Linked DNA regions of Zea mays: region 1 is linked to region 2. Evidence: chromatin contacts called from public Hi-C data. All regions are on one chromosome and are shown on one strand. The core of a region is the stretch at or near the end of the contact, and the rest is flanking DNA. Distances in the headings are between cores, read along the strand shown. Region 1 holds the start of LOC103626626 (putative adagio-like protein 2). Region 2 holds the start of LOC542153 (probable protein phosphatase 2C 45).

What was found. A called contact is a pair of places that touch in the nucleus more often than the background predicts.
Region 1: a contact with region 2 is called in a Hi-C map of ear, with 2.0 times the contacts expected there. The contact joins the promoter of LOC103626626 here to the promoter of LOC542153 in region 2. A contact is called at or near these places in 2 of 25 Hi-C or Micro-C datasets (ear and endosperm).

Annotation. Positions count from the first base shown.
Region 1 is chr5:82,646,558-82,649,257 of Zm-B73-REFERENCE-NAM-5.0, forward strand. LOC103626626 (putative adagio-like protein 2) reads left to right here and starts at 1,302. Exons shown (of 2, transcript XM_008647029.4): 1 at 1,302-1,855. The coding sequence starts at 1,626.
Region 2 is chr5:82,331,411-82,334,110 of Zm-B73-REFERENCE-NAM-5.0, forward strand. LOC542153 (probable protein phosphatase 2C 45) reads left to right here and starts at 1,326. Exons shown (of 8, transcript NM_001319767.1): 1 at 1,326-1,710. The coding sequence starts at 1,493.

The sequences.
Region 1 (2,700 bases), core at 52-2,551, 320 kb after region 2:
GCAGCCGGGAGAGTCTCTCCAGGACTACATCCGACGATTCTCGAAGCAGCGCACCGAGCTGCCCAACATCACCGACTCGGATGTCATCGGCGCGTTCCTCGCCGGCACCACCTGCCGCGACCTGGTGAGCAAGCTGGGTCGCAAAACCCCCACCAGGGCGAGCGAGCTGATGGACATCGCCACCAAGTTCGCCTCTGGCCAGGAGGCGGTCGAGGCTATCTTCTAGAAGGACAAGCAGCCCCAGGGCCGCCCACCGGAAGATGCCCCTGAGGCGTCAACTCAGCGCGGCGCCACCTGGATCCTCTCCTTACGCCTATAAAAGGGAGGACCAGGGCCCTCTTAGAGAGGGTTGGCCGCGCGGGGACGAGGACGAGACAGGCGCTCGCTTGAAGCCGCTCGCTCCCTCTCCTGCGTGGACGCTTGTAATCCCCTACTGCAAGCGCACCCGACCTGGGCGCGGGACGAACACGAAGGCCGCGGGATTTCCACCTCTCTCACGCCTGTCTCCGGCCACCTTTCTCCCCCCTTCGCGCTCGGCCTCGCGCCGACCCATCTGGGCTGGGGCACGCGGCGACATTCACTCGTTGGCCCAGGGACCCCCGGTCTCGAAACGCCGACAAGTCTGTATCAGCATTTATTTATTAAAATTTACTTATCTAAGCAACTGAAATGACAATGGCTACAACATCAATATTTGCCATGGTTCAAGAAAACGAACAGCCGAGTACTCAGATTATTAAAAAAGAAAAATGATAATGAAGTATAATATTTGGTTGAAATGCAATCAAAATAGTTTTTAACTTTTAAGTCATTATGAGATGCAGCAGGTTAGGAGACAACTAAGGCCTTGTTCGTTTTTGTCGGATTGGTGGGTCGGAATGATTTCTAGCCGGATTGCTTCTCTAATTTATATAAACTTTGATTAGCTAAAACGATTCTGGGTACAATCCGATGTAAATGAACAACGCCTAACACATACAAACAACTGATTTCTTTAATATAATAAAACAGGCATGTGCATAATGAATGTGCCTCATGCTGTCATTTCAGCTTGAATACGAGGGTACTAAAGGACACTGAATCCACGCCCCACTCGATTCACACGTGCTTAAGTGCTACTACCAGCGTTGCCCATGCTGCGACCTTCCGGGTTCGTGGCTTAATGGGCGGAAGACCTGCTGCGAGGCGATCGAACGGTCCATACCGTGTTCACGTCAGATCCAACAATTAGCGGGCTAACGGGTTACGTGGGCTATCAGGTCCCCGCCTTTTAAAGCTCACGATAGAGATACGCACATCATGAGGACGATCTCAGCCGTCCACCCGCCCTGGACCCTGAGATCCGACGGCGCCGATCGGCCACCCGGCTCTCTCATCTCCCCAAAGTCCCAAACGCCTCGCCTCGCCGTCGTCGTCCACTCGTTCGTCGCTGCTCCCTCCTCCACCACCTTCCAGTCCTGTCCAGTGCCGCCGCCTTGCCCTGCCCTCCCCTCCCTTCCCCCGATTACCCTCGCGGTTGACCTCGCCAATCCGGTCCCGCCTCCGTATAAATCCGCCCTTCTCGCCCCCGCTCCGACCACAAACCCTAGCGGCGCGCCCCGGCATGGGCTAGGGTTCCCGCGGCGATGGAGTGGGACAGCGATTCTGACGGCGGCGATGACGAGGAGGAAGAAGAGGTCCGCCCCGGGGGTGGGGACGCGGGCCCGGGGTTCTCGCTGGCCATCGAGGGCGTGCTGGGCGCGTGCGGCATGGTGGTCTCCGACGCGCTCGAGCCCGACTTCCCCATCATCTACGTCAACCGCGGGTTCGAGAGCTCCACTGGATACAGCGCCGAGGAGGTGCTTGGGAGGAACTGGTGAGCCGACTGACCTGCCGGCTCCTGTTTCGATTCGATAACCACGGGGTGGGGGATTTGTTCGTTGCTAGAGGAGGCGCTTGGGGCGCGTGATTCACCACGGGAGGTTTTTATAGCGTGTTTGGTTCATGGAATGACACCGGGGGGAGTCATCCGAACCTCGGTGGGTTGTTTGTTTTGGCAAGGGGAACCAACGCATCCGCCATGAGATCGCACCCTCCGCCAGTATATTCACGGCATCTACTCGTTCCTCTTGAAATAGTCGGTCGAACACATGCTGGACGCACTGATGCCAGACGGGGTCATTCCCCAAACCAAACAGCCTATGTGCTTGTTGCTGTTTCGTGGTGACTTCAGCAGTATTCCGTAGCTCATAGCTAATATTTGGGTCTGGAATGGCTGTCTCGAATCAAATCGTGGTGCTATTTAGCTGCTTTGCTAGGTTAAATTGCTAAAATGCAGTTTTATTTCTTTTCTGGTGTTATTAGTTTAAGCTTTCTGAACCATGATTAATCAAGGTTTCCATTTGCATGAATTACTGCAGCAACCATAGTCAAGATGGTGTTTGGTGTATATGACATGTTGCTTCTAGATTCTCCTTAGAGAGTGTGGTTTCCAAAAAATGGTTGGCCCAAATCGATTTTATAACTCCTAATCCATCAAATTGTTTGCTAGGGAGTGGGAATCTAAGATGAAAACAATTTATTTACCTCTTGAAATTTTATCCTAGCATAAGTAGCAAGGGAGAATATTTTAAGGATGTTTACACTTCTTCACAGTTTGACATACACAAAGATTTAACCTTATGGAAAACAGCTATTCTCATGACCAAACCTTGATTTGTA
Region 2 (2,700 bases), core at 76-2,575:
ATCCTCATGAACTCCAGAACGAGGGTGAGGTAAAAATCCTGCAAGCCAAGTCTTGTGATAATCTGGCTCATTTATTCACTAAATCCTTACCTGCAGTCACATTCAGAAAATGTGTACGAGGTATAGGGATGAGGCATTTGAGAGACCTGCAGGGTTCAGGGGGAGATCACCTCTGAACTTCAGCCCTTACAATTCGACCTGAAGATCGTATATTATACACCTTGAAGGTTATAGTTGTCCTGAAGACACCCGTTGTACTCTTTTTCCCATTGTGAGTTTTTCTGAAGTTTCTCACATATGGTTTTTAACGAGGCAACAAGTGCAATATATCGAGTGGAACTATGCTCTCTTTCTCCATTTTTTCTCACTGGGTTTTTCGGAGTTTTGATGAGACATAAGTCGTCACGTTATTCGCCCAAGGTCAAGTGTTAAGAAACCCTAAAAGAGGTTTAATGGGCTAATACCGAAACTGCCCTCAGTGGGTTTACATGTTATATATGTATCCATATCCCTCATAATAAAGATAGACAGATAGAGATTTGATCCACTGTGTCTTTTGTTCCTCTGTGTGTTCGGTTGCTGGGAAGGGAACATGCTTCTACAACTTCTCACGTCCCTACTGCTCTTGGGAGGGTTCGGAGTCTAGATCAAAGATCTACGACGACTATGTTGTTTAAACACGTTGTCTTAAACGACCATAGGACCCGAGCCTCCATAAAGAAGTCGCCGATGTGAGTCGTGGCCTCGTGGGCAGTGGCAACCTAGGATTTGAATCTAGAGTAGTTAGAAATAAAACTTTAACATATACAATAGTGTATAATCTGGCACCACGTATATATAATTTTCATCGATCTGGTACATAATAAAAATAACTAAAATATTTCATAATACTTTTAAATCATTAAATTAGACTAAACGTTAAGTGATAGTTTGTTTTTTAGACTAAATTTTAGGGTAGTCGGTCGGAGGCCTCCGCCCCTGGTCGTGGTGGTGCGGCCTTAGGGGGTGTTTGGTTTCTAGGGACTAATGTTTAGTCCCTTCATTTTATTCCTTTTTAGTGTATAAATTGTTAAATATGGAAACTAAAATAAAGTTTTAGTTTCTATATTTGGTAATTTTAGAACTAAAATGGAATAAAATCTAGGGACTAAATATTAGTCCCTATAAACCAAACACCCCCTTAGTCGTGATTCGTGATTCGTGAGGGGACAGGACAGGAGGCGAGAAAAGAGGCCGGGGACCGGGGTGGCGAATGGCGATGACCGGGTCCGTCCAGTCGCGGCGCGCCCGCCACGTCATCCTCCCGCCGATCGTTCTCATCCACTCTTCCGCTGCTTTTCCTTTCTCCTTTCTCCTCTCTCCTCTCTCCCCTTTCCTCTCCCCAAGCAGGCGGGGCGAGCGAGCCCAGCAGGCGTCTCTCCTCTCGTCCATCCGTTTCCTCCTCCCCCTGCTTCCCGGCTCGCCTCCCTCCCCTCCCTGTGCGCCTCTTTTCATGCGCGAGGAGGGACCGTGGGGACCACCACCACCAGCACCACCACCTCCATCCGTGCGCCTCTCGCTCTCGCTGGTGGTGCTCCTCCTCCTCCTCCTGCTCCCGGGGCGGGCGGCCTCCTTTTCCACCTCCTGCTGGTGCCAGGGCCGGGAGGGCGTCGCGGAGGTGGCGCGCATGGGGCTCGCCGGGGACGGGTCGGCGGACACCGCCCACCTCAGGTTTTCCTCCCTCCTCCCTTCTCCTTCCTCTTTCACCTCCCGCTTTCCCTTTCGCCCCCATCCATCTGGTTGACTTCGCCGTGGGGAACGAGAGGCTAGCTTCTCAGGAGGCTATGACGCCTCGTAGCCGAGATCCATGGCAGCGGGGACGAATTATACTCCTCTATCTGCTGCGCCGTGGCCGTGGATTCGGGACACTGGAATTATTAGGCACCGGGCTTGGGCGCGACAGGCCCAGCCTTTCAGTTGGATCTGCCCAATTGTTAATGTTTGATCATGTTGGCCATGAGGGTCGAACGATGGCGGGTTACTGATCAGATCGTTCGGGAGCTCTCTTCTGCCTCGTCGCACGATTGGATTTTAGGACTATTATTCCGGTGTCACTTTTTTTACTTTTGCGTGCCAAGCATCAGGATCTATTAAGATTTTGGTCATACATGGCTGATCTAATGTCCACTATTAAACCGAACCTCGTGTCTTTTTAACTGACGATTTTACAGGATTTGTTGTGCAAGTTAACCATATCCGCAGGCCTTGCCGATGTATTGGCTCATTGAATGTCCCCCTTGCAAACAAGACATTCCTCGCATCATTGCTCTTTGAATACTAAGTGCTACGTACAAGTCCTCACTAGCTAGATGTGTTTTCTGCGTGCAGGTCTGTCTACATTTGATTTGGTGGCCAATTGTTGACAAGCTTGTGTTTGTTTTCTAGTCTAACATAACTTGTGTGTTATACTCATGTGTTAGATGGTATTCCAAGCTAACTACAAAGAAATAAAGACTAAAGAGTGTCTGTTACTCTGGTGAACTTTATGGAAGTTAGATGTTGAATTTTCTTTTTCGTCCGAAATATAAAGCATACAAAACTCCATAGCAGCTCAATCAGTTTATTAATGTCATAGGAAATTCCTTGTACTGATTTTCTGTCTTGTATATAACACTAACAGTGTGCAGTGTCACATAATCCGAATTCACACTTGTTTGACAG